Linked DNA regions of Mus musculus: regions 1 and 2 are each linked to region 3. The links are chromatin contacts, called in public ChIA-PET and HiChIP or PLAC-seq maps. All regions are on one chromosome and are shown on one strand. Each heading gives the region's core, a stretch centred on a gene start, on an enhancer-like site or on the middle of the called end of the contact. The rest is flanking DNA. Distances are from core to core; before and after follow the strand shown. Region 1 holds the start of Trp53inp1 (transformation related protein 53 inducible nuclear protein 1). Region 2 overlaps Ints8 (integrator complex subunit 8). Region 3 holds the start of Virma (vir like m6A methyltransferase associated).

The links. ChIA-PET counts read pairs in DNA pulled down with a chosen protein or histone mark. HiChIP or PLAC-seq counts read pairs in DNA pulled down with a chosen protein or histone mark.
Region 1: a contact with region 3 is called in an RNA polymerase II ChIA-PET map of memory CD8 T cells, with 78 read pairs. The contact joins the promoter of Trp53inp1 here to the promoter of Virma in region 3. A contact is called at or near these places in 1 of 39 promoter capture datasets (pre-B cells), 1 of 484 Hi-C or Micro-C datasets (CD4 T cells), 5 of 115 datasets of contacts at active chromatin or transcription factors (CD4 single positive thymocytes, the SCID.adh cell line, effector CD8 T cells and 2 more) and 2 of 9 other capture datasets (adipose tissue and pancreatic islet).
Region 2: a contact with region 3 is called in an H3K27ac HiChIP or PLAC-seq map of embryonic stem cells, with 2.4 times the contacts expected there. The contact joins the enhancer-like site here to the promoter of Virma in region 3. A contact is called at or near these places in 5 of 39 promoter capture datasets (the C10 cell line, cranial neural crest, hippocampal neurons and 2 more), 3 of 115 datasets of contacts at active chromatin or transcription factors (the SCID.adh cell line, embryonic stem cells and pro-B cells) and 2 of 9 other capture datasets (adipose tissue and liver).

The regions. Positions count from the first base shown.
Region 1 is chr4:11,154,735-11,158,027 of GRCm38.p6, forward strand. Trp53inp1 (transformation related protein 53 inducible nuclear protein 1) reads left to right here and starts at 1,707. Exons shown (of 4, transcript NM_021897.4): 1 at 1,707-1,813.
Region 2 is chr4:11,223,014-11,226,479 of GRCm38.p6, forward strand. It overlaps Ints8 (integrator complex subunit 8), which reads right to left. Exons shown (of 27, transcript NM_001159595.1): 15 at 2,589-2,790; 16 at 753-874. Among named protein-coding and RNA genes, the nearest start is that of Ints8, 30 kb to the right of the region's middle. Within about 2 kb of position 1,413, at least 8 of the 459 cell types and tissues checked have an H3K27ac peak or open chromatin away from gene starts, as enhancers often do. A contact at or near this core is called in embryonic stem cells, where this site is marked.
Region 3 is chr4:11,484,418-11,487,702 of GRCm38.p6, forward strand. Virma (vir like m6A methyltransferase associated) reads left to right here and starts at 1,541. Exons shown (of 24, transcript NM_001347055.1): 1 at 1,541-1,688. The coding sequence starts at 1,626.

The DNA of each region.
Region 1 (3,293 bases), core at 457-2,956, 330 kb before region 3:
CCCAAACCCCCAGGGACACAGTGGCCTCTAGATGGATTGATTCTTAAAGGGAAACAACAGATGGTAGGGCTCCTAACATAGCAATAATATTTGACAGAAAATATTTGATTTGCCAAAATCTAAAATCCAGACTGAGCACAGATCACCCTTGAAGCATGTATGGTCAAATGATCAACACATACTGATCATTACCTGAGTGTCAGACCAATTCTCTGACTCCCTGCAGAGAGCAGAGGGTCTTGGAGATCAAAACCCATTTCTCCCCTGGAAGGCTCGGTGTTTTAAGTGTTTTTTTGTGGTCTGGAATGGGTTCCCCTCTCCTAATTTGGGGTTGGTAAATTAAACAACAGGGAGCTGATGGGCCCACAGTTTCAGGAAAACATGTCCAGGACTAGCCTGGACCAATCACCAAGAAGAGAACCCCTGCTGACAGGAGAAAAAGCACACAAACAAGGTCTTTGTCTCATGTCAAGAGGACGAGGAAGAAGCCAGATATTTGTCATCTTTATCTATAACCTGTTTCTTTGTCCGCACATCTGTATAGCCCAGCGGTTCTCAACCTTGTTAATGCTGTGACCCTTTAATACAGTTCTCATGTTGTGGTGACCCAAATATAAAAACTGTTTTTGTTACTATTTCATAAGTATAATTTGCTACTGTGAATTGTAAATATCTGTGTTTTCCGATGATGTTTTCTTAGGTGACAAACAGGCTGTGACTCGATGGTCTATCCGAGACCTAGGAGTCTCTTGAGACTACCAAGGCCAGAAGATTACATCTCAGCCCCACAGAATCCATATAACTGACAGGACCAACATGACTCCTGTCACTCCTAGTTAATCCCCCAATGTATGTGCAGTAGAGCTTTGGATTAGACTCTCTTTATAAATGTAGTGTCTCATTTTCTTCTCACTATAAATAGCTGGTGAGGACCTAGGCGTCCTGTGAATGTTTACATTTTGTAAAAAAGGTCATAACCTCCTCAGTTCTTATAAGGCTTTAGATGCAGACCCCTGGGAAGAAACAGAGGTAATTCTTCACTCGGGGTTCCTCTTTTCGGAAGTTAAGGCCCTTTAGGCCGAGTTCTGGCCTCCTCTGCCCGACTTTTGTCTTTCTAGAGCAGACTCTTGGGGGGCAAGACCTGAGAGCTTCCTGTTCAAGTTCATAAGGCAGACTAGGCCCCGGCTTACTGTCTAAGGGGTGAGGAATGAGTGGGACACAGGCATCCCATGTATTTGGGGCCCTGACTTCTTTTAAAACAATGTCCAGCGGTGGGTTGCCTTCAGCATCGCGACTATTGGTTTCTCTCCACACTGACCAGAGGAGCAACTACTATCCCTAACCAGCCCCTCAGCAAAAGGGGGCTGAGTGCCTTGTACCCACACTCTGGGCTCCTCACTCAGCCGAAGCGGCTCCGGGGGTCGGGCTCTTCTCCTCTCGGTCCCGCCGGCTCCCACCACGGCCAGTCCCGGGCCGCTGTTCTTCCCCCTCCTCCCGCTCACCCGGAGTGTTCTCCGGCTCCCGCTTTGTTGCCCGGGCTTGTTTCTGCCCCGGGCGCGCCGCCGGCCCAGTGCCAGGTCACGTGCGTTAGTGACAACCTCTCGCAGGGCGGCCCCGGAGGCCCCCGCGCAGCCGATTGGTCGGCCTGCGGCTGGCGCGGCTCGGGGCGGGGCTGGGAAGCCGATCAGCTGTTCCCAGAGCTGCACAACAACAAAAGGACCCGGACGGGCCGGCGGCGGCCAGGGCAGCGACCGCAGCGCAGGAGCCCGGCCTGCCGCAGCTACCTCAGCACCCGCAGCTCTGCTCGGCTCACGTAAGTGCGGGCTACACAGGCGGGAGGGCGGCGGTTGGTTGCCCGCTCTCTGGCTTTCATGCCGGACTCTCTCCCTGCCGTGACGAGCACGGCGACACCGAGAACCTGCGGGTGACGGGAAACCTGCTCCGTTACCCGGAGACCCGCCCGACCCCTCCTGACCTCGCGCATCACCGAGCCTGCACCTGTGGGGAGAGCACTTCCCGTCGCTTCCGTCCTCATCAGTTTGGTCGCTGGCACTTGGGGTGTGCTAGAGACTGCTGTGGGTTCTAAATACTTCGTTTCAGTCGCGACCGCCCTGCGAGGCCCCAACATTGCTTATTTAAGCGGAGGAAACTTGGAGGCACAGAAAGTAATTTTAAGGCCACACAGCTAACTAAAAGGAAGCGGTGTTTACTATTTGCAGAGGGATTTCACGTGCAATTCCTTCATTTTGCTTCCACTTTCACGGTGTGTTTACTCCGTGTAAAAGTTCAGAGCAGATTAACGGGGAACCCCTTTCCACCTGTTAACTCCTTAAAGACTAAAGGAGTTCCTGGCTGAAAGAGCTCTTTCAGAATGCTGAGTAGTTTTGAGCTTGGGTCTTCGGACCGACATCATTACAAATGCCCCAAGATCTTTCTCCCCCCCCCCCCCCTTTGGTTTTATTCGAGACAGGGTTTCTCTGTATAGCCCTGGTTGTCCTGGAACTCACTTTGTACACCAGGCTGGCCTCGAACTCAGAAATCTGCCTGCTTCTGCCTCCCAAGTGCTGGGATTAAAGGCGTGCACCACCACGCCCGGCTATGCCCCCAAGATCTTAAAAATCACATCTTTGGTGGTGATTGTAAGGTGTGAAAACACTAGGCAGCTTGTACAAGCCTCAGCCACTATAATTTTCAAAGTCCTTGCTGGAAACCATGGCCTACTAATTTTTGTGACCAGTGTCTCTTTTGTTTTTCATCTTGTCTTTTACTCCTTTCTGCTCCCTAGTGTATTTCTCATGGAAACGACTGCTTTCAAAAGTTAAGGTTAACAAAGCAGTGAATTACCAACCTAACCGCTCTCTGTTCACTGTTTTCAGACTTCTGAACAGGATGTGGTAAGTCCTTGTAAATTAGCTAAATAGACAGAGGTGTAAGGAGCACAGGCAACTCTTTTGGCTTGGTATTTTTGTAGTTCAAAATTGATTTTTAAATTACTTGAATCAAAGGTGGCCCATGCCACCAAGTACTAAACAGGTGGCAGTGGGAGAATCAGTTCAAGGCCATCCCTTGTTTCTGACTAAAAGAACAAACCTTTTTATTAGCATCTTTGTTTTTTTGAACTGCTAGGTTCTCTTCTTCCACCATGTATATTCTGGGGATCACACTCAAGCCATCAGGCTTGCCACCATACACGTTGCCATGTTGAGTTATCTTTCTGGCCCATAAGAAATCATTTTTGTTTGTTTGTTTTGTTTTAATTTATTTATTATTATATCCAAGTACACTGTAGCTGT
Region 2 (3,466 bases), core at 163-2,662, 260 kb before region 3:
TACATGTATAATAAAGTTTAAAAACAAAACAACAACAACCAAAACCTAACCGAGTTGTTGTCCCACAAGGTCAATACTGCTGGCACTCTGCTCCTGCTCCCTAGCCGTCTACTCAAGAGTGTCAGTGAACCTTGTGCCTGTGAAGCCTATGCTGTTGCCATTATATTACAACGTCTCCCTTTCTGATCAGAGGAGGCTAGATGGTCTTGTATTATTTCAAAAGAGACTATTTTAGTCATCTGCTAAAAAATTTCCCTTGGTTATATGATTATGTATTGTGTTAAAAGATAACACAGGCTTTACCCTCAACCTACTAGCCCAGCCACACTCTCAGGATGGTTCCCTTTCTTAATAGATAATAGACAATTTCTATTTTAAAAAGAAGGGGAAAGGGAGGTGGCAGAGACTGCATACACATCGCCCTCAGCATTTGTTGGGAACCTGAGGGAGACAAATCATTGAGTTTCAAGGCAGCAAGGTTTATATACTAAGACACTGTCACAAATCAAAGGGTGCTTGGGTTCTCATGTTCTTATACACACTAGGAAAGAGCTCTTGAAACTAAGCTACATCCCAGTACAAAACATGGACTTCTCTACCAACTGACAAGTGTGTGCCTTAATTAATGAGGTACTACAGAAATCAGACAAATTTCAGAGTGGTAGGAACTAATGAAATGGGTACATTAATAGAGTACTAACAATATAAAGTACCAATACTCTGATAATCATTTTAGATTAAACATTAATTACCTTTACATATGGGTTATTCTGAAATAAAAATGCAGGAACTTGCAGAGTAAGATATTCATTTTCTCTCCAGTTTAGCATAAAAGCAACACACTCTTCAGCTACAACTTGACGAAGGGGAATATCTAAAAAGCAAGGAAAGAAACAGTTTGAGAAGCCAAGCTTGGGAACAAAAGGTCTTTAATCTTAACACTCAGGGAGGCAGGAAGATTAGAAGTTCAAAGTCATCCTAGGCTACACAACAACTGTAAAGGCAGTGTGGGTTACAGAAGACCTTACCTATGAAGAATGAATGAATGAATAAATAAATAAATGTACTAGAAATAATTTAAAATACAAAAGTAGCATGGAAAAAAGTCACCAAAGCTTGTTTAACCACTGTTTCCTTTTAAATAAATATAATGACGCATGTTGTCAATTTTTATAGCTCAAACCAGTAATCAGATTGTACCATACTTTAGGAGTAAGAACATAACGCATCCTTAGTCACAATGCTAAGTCAATGAATCTGGTGCCTGCATCCAGAAGAGGTCATTGGCTCTCCTGGAACTGGAGTTGGAAATGGTTTCTGTAAGTCACATGTGAGTGCTGGGGACTGACCCCAGGTCCTCTCTAAGAGTAGCTAGTGCTGAACTGCTGAGTCATCTCACCAGCCCCTCTCGACCTTTTGTTCTGTTTTGTTTCAGACAGGTTCTCTCACTGAATCTGCAAAGGCATCCCTACACATACGCACACACTAGACAGACTTTTGTTTTTGCTTCTTTTTTAAATGAAAACACCTTTCTTTTCACATCCTGACCCACAGAGACAACAGTCTACAGTTCCAACTCTTCTAGTGGCACTGACAGCCTTGACCTCTCAGAGATTCACCTGCTTCTGCCTCCTGAGTGCTGGAACTAAAACCGTGTTACCACCAACCGGAGCTTCATAACAGGATATCATAAAAATGTAAGACCTAGCCGGGCGTGGTGGCGCACGCCTTTAGTCCCAGCACTCGGGAGGCAGAGGCAGGCGGATTTCTGAGTTCGAGGCCAGCCTGGTCTACAGAGTGAGTTCCAGGACAGCCAGGGCTACACAGAGAAACCCTGTCTCGAAAAAAACCAAAAAAACAAAAAAGACTGAGAGGCAGAAAGAGGCCCAACTGTAGGACAGGCAGAGTGGCCCAAATACTCAAGGGACAAAGGCAGAAAGATCACTTGAAGCCAACATAGCCAACACAGCATAAACTATCCTATGTCTTAGAAAATAAAATTACAACATGTAATTTTACTATATGTAATTTACATGTATTTTACAATGTAGTTTCTACAATGTGGTGAGTGGTCCAGCAAAAACTCATTTCACCCCAACCCCAAATCCTTAGAAACTTCTGAATGTACTCATACCAGGAAATAAGATTTCTACTTGTGTAACCAGTGAACCGAATTCATACTGGTTTAGGAAGACCTTAAATATAATCAACGTTCTCCTTCTAAGAGAAAAAGCAGCCACATGAAAACAAGAGCAGAGATCAGGGAGGTGCAGTTACAGCCATGTAACCCAGGAATCCCAGGAGAAACTAGAAACTAGGAAGTAGACAAAGTGTTTCCCATGTCTTCAGGAGCATGGCTCTGGGTCACACAGATTTCCAATTTTAAATCGCCTGGTTTGCATAGCCATTATGGAAACCCCAGGGAAGAAAGTTTCTCCCGTTACCAATATTCTCAATTCACTTTTAAACCCAAATTGTTCCAGGATAGAAATTTTCCTATAGAGGTAAAGTTACTGCAACAGACCCCTACCCAACACACACCCTACAATTAAGTAAATTTTGCATTTGGATTTGTTAACCAATCTTACCAGGAAGCCTCATTTCCAAATATCCTCGTACCCTACTGATAAGGTCAGAAGGAGGTCTCTCTCCTGACTGCCCCACTCCAGCCTCGTGAGTGCGAATATCTAAAAGCAGCATCTCATTCAGCATAACCTGGCGGAGTTTTGGTGAGAACTCTGTCACCAGCTCCAAACAAGCTGTAAAGAGCTGTTTGGAGTGAGGAAAGTCCTATAAAAGAAAGAGAACAGGCAGTCAATCCTCTGAACCAGAGCATTATGTATCTTTACAGGGACTGAGAAAAAGGATACAATTGTATCTAGGAGAATGAGGCTAAATTATCTTTTTCTTTACTGTTGATTTATTACAATAAATACCTATAACTACATGAATTACTAAACAAGTTCAACAGATATTATACCGTAACAAAGACTTTGCTATTATTCAAGTATATGATTTTATGACAAGAACCATTCTCCACCCAAGATACTCAGAATCTGACCCTGAAATAGGTTTCCCATCCCACACTTTTTGCATACCACCATAGAAGTATATATCCAACAAATCCACATCCTTTCCTACCACACACTGTAAACTACTATCCACCCACCTATCACCACTCTCCATCTTGTTCTCATTCTAACAGTCTGACTTCCCTAATCACAATAAAAAGGTTTTCTCAGTTATCTTACTGGAACAGGGGCTACACCCCAGTGTTCTGCTAGTCATTTTACTTATTTGTTTCTTAGGACCTCACGACGCAGCCATGTCTGTCCAGAACTTCCTATGTACACCAGGATAGTTTCAAACTCAGAGATCTGTCCTCCTAAGTGCTAGGATTAAAGGCATATAGCATCCATCACACCAAATACTTTTTTCAAAAGGAGTTTTTTTGAGCGTGTTTTCA
Region 3 (3,285 bases), core at 291-2,790:
GAATATGCACGTTTACTTGCTGTTCCCTCCCCACATAGTCTTGTTAAGCAGAAGATAGACATGAAAAACGTCGGTAAAAGGGGAATCCCACAGACAGCTTGAGTCCTGTTCCTTGTTTAGATAGCCTGCCAGTCTATTGTAAAATCCTGGCCTCAGCCTTCAGTGTGAAACCTCAATTTTATTTTTTTTTTATTTTTTTTATTTTTTTAAAGATTTATTTATTGATTATATGTAAGTACACCGTAGCTGTCTTCAGACACTCCAGAAGAGGGCGTCAGATCTCGTTATGGATGGTTGTGAGCCACCATGTGGTTGCTGGTATTTGAACTCTGGACCTTTGGAAGAACAGTCGGGTGCTCTTACCCACTGAGCCATCTCACCAGCCCCCGAAACCTCAATTTTAAAAAGAAGAAAATGTCCTAAGGGAAGGTCATGAGATCAAATACAAGACCTTGAACAAATCTAACAAATGAATAGACAGTGTCTAGTTGAAAGCAATTCTGGCAAACATACAGGAGAATGGAGACATTTTAAGCCTCCTCAGCAGAGCACGACAAAGAGACAGTTATATAAACCCTGAGAGGGAGATAGCCTAGGCACTGAGCTGATCCACCCCACTCTCTCCCTGATGGCCTGTTCCTACTTTTGCTGATCTGCTTTTGTTTTGCTACAACTTTGTGTCTTGATGGGTGGTTCCTGAGAGGACCAGAATAGAGAAAAATTCCTTCTTAACACTCCCTAGGACTATGTATAGTTTCAAGTGTCCAGCACTTGACAGAGAAACTATTCATAAAATTAAAACAAACACACTTTTTATTTTGAGGCAGGGTCTCACGGAGTAGTAGTCTAGGCTGGTCTGAAGCTCAAACTCTTCCTTTGTCCTTTAAATGCTGGAATTGGCAGACTGCTTGTCAGCCAGAAATAGACTTTGTGCTCTCTCTTATATTCGTGACGTTTCATTTATATACCTTTTTGAACCTTATAAGAATTAATCCTCATAATCAGCTCGTGGGATTATTCATCATATTTAACATTTTCATAAACGAGAAAATTTTCCTTTCGTTTGCTGAGACAAGTTGTCTCCCTCCCTCTTTCTCCCTTTCCCTCATTTTTTGAGACACGGTCTCATGTAGCTCAAGCTGGGATTCAACTCCTGGCTGGCCTTGTGTGTGCTCTTTTCTTCTCTTTGAAAACAGTGTCTTTTCAGATTCCCTCATTGCATGGTTTTGTTTGGAGAGCATGCCTCGTGGGAGGCATACGGTGCCGTGTGTCTAGATTTGGCACACTTTCCTATCTTCTAGAACTCATCGCCTCTCGCAGGCGTCGTGGCTCCGCTACTCCGGAGAACCACGGGATTTGGACCACTGCAAACACCGTAGTCCCCGCCCCTCTTTTTTTTTTTTTTTCCCTGCCCCTTTGGGCTCGCAGAAGGCGCCCTCCGCCGCGCTGGAGGAGGCGGGGCTTACGGCTTAAGTCAGCAAGCTGCGATGGGATTGGTGGAGGCTTGAGACGACAGCGTCCTGTTTACCGGAAGTACTGCAGTTTTCCCCCTAGCTGGAGCCTCGGCCTGGGAGGTTGGAGAGCTGCCCCGGAAGTCATCTCCCGGTCCCCCGCCCGCGGCAGACATGGCGGTGGACTCGTCTATGGAGCTGCTATTTTTAGATACTTTTAAACATCCGAGCGCTGAGGTAAGGCCTCGCGACCCGATTTCGACACGGCCCCTCAGTTCCGGTACCCCTGCTGCGGAGTCGGGGGCCGTCCGGGCGGTGTCCTCCCTCAGTCGCGCGCGCGCGGGGGTCCTCTGGTCCACACCCCCTCCCCCAGCCCGGTGCGAGCCCGGTGGCCCTGGGCGGCGGCCCTGCCTTTCTCGGCTTTGATTTGGGGCCCGCGGCTTCAGTCGAGTCAGTCGCGCTGCTGACAGTTTGTCCTGTCAGCGTTGAGTCCTGCGGAGGGTCCTTGGTCTCAGGTGTACTTCGGGTGGGATGCAGGCGTGAGCTTGGGCATCTGGTTTTTGACAGTAGTGTCGGGTTCTGGATGCCCTCAGGGTACGGACTATCCAGGATCCTAAGTCCTCTTCTATCTCTCTTCTAACGGCGGTCTCATTGCTCAATTTGTCATAGCACTTCAATAGTTTGGGAAGGAATTCACCTATTAGGACATGACAGATCTACGAGAATCTCCTTTGCGTGGAGGACACTTGCGAATCATGCAGTATTGAAGGACTAAAGACTGTCATTAGAAAGCAAGTCTGTTGTTTTCAGGGGACGAAGGTGGGGTGTTGCGTAGTTTTGTGTACAGAATTACTTTAGCGTCCCTGAAAGGCCTTGGAATTCTTAAGTTGAATGTACTGAATGTAGCGAATTAACGAAGATTCGCAAAAATGAACTATAACGAAGTCCACAGAGAAATTCGGCTGCGAGGAAGAGAGAGTAAATGAACAAGCCTCATATTTGTTTGTTTCACCGGAAACCTAATCATTTCGAGAGTCATTCTTTGGGGATTGTCTTGTTTCTATGAAGACTGTATTCTTTTTTTTTTTTTTTTTTAAGATTTATTTATTTTATGTATGTGGGTACGCTGTCGCTGTCTTAAGACACACCAGAAGAGGGCATCAGATTCCTTGTGAGCCATCATGAGGTTGCTGGGACTTGAACTCAGGACCCCTGGAAGAGCAGTCAGTGCTCTTAACCGCTGAGCCATCTCTCCAACCCTACTGTACTCTTAATATGACAACATGAAAGTAGGGTAGAGTGTCTCCTATTCTTTCTCGGTTGTATGTCCTGGGTTTAGACCGTACCTAGGAAAACATAAGCATCTGAATGAGAAGAGATTTAAAATGTTCTCTTATGAAGTAATGAAATGAGTACGGCTGCATTTTCTTGAATAAATGAATGAGTGACTGCTGGGCTATGTAATTCCAGCCAGACTTGAGAAAACGCAAAATGGCTGCCAAACGCAAAATTGTTACCAGAACAAACATCTTTATGGAAGTAGAGAACAATAAAATTTAAAGAAAGAACCAGGCATGGCATTAATGTTTTTTATCCCAGTACTTGGGAAGCCCAGGTAGGCAGATCTTTGTGAGTTTGAGGCCAGTGAACTCTCATAGCAAGTTCCAGGACAGTCAGGGTTACATAGTAAGAGTCTGTCTTAAAACAATTTTTTTTGGAAGAAGCATACATACCTAGTACTAGTCTACCAAGCAATTTGTCATTCTTTCAGGCTTTTCTATCCTTCGTTCTTAGACAAAAATTAAGGATCCTAGGAAAACAGAGCAGGTTAAAA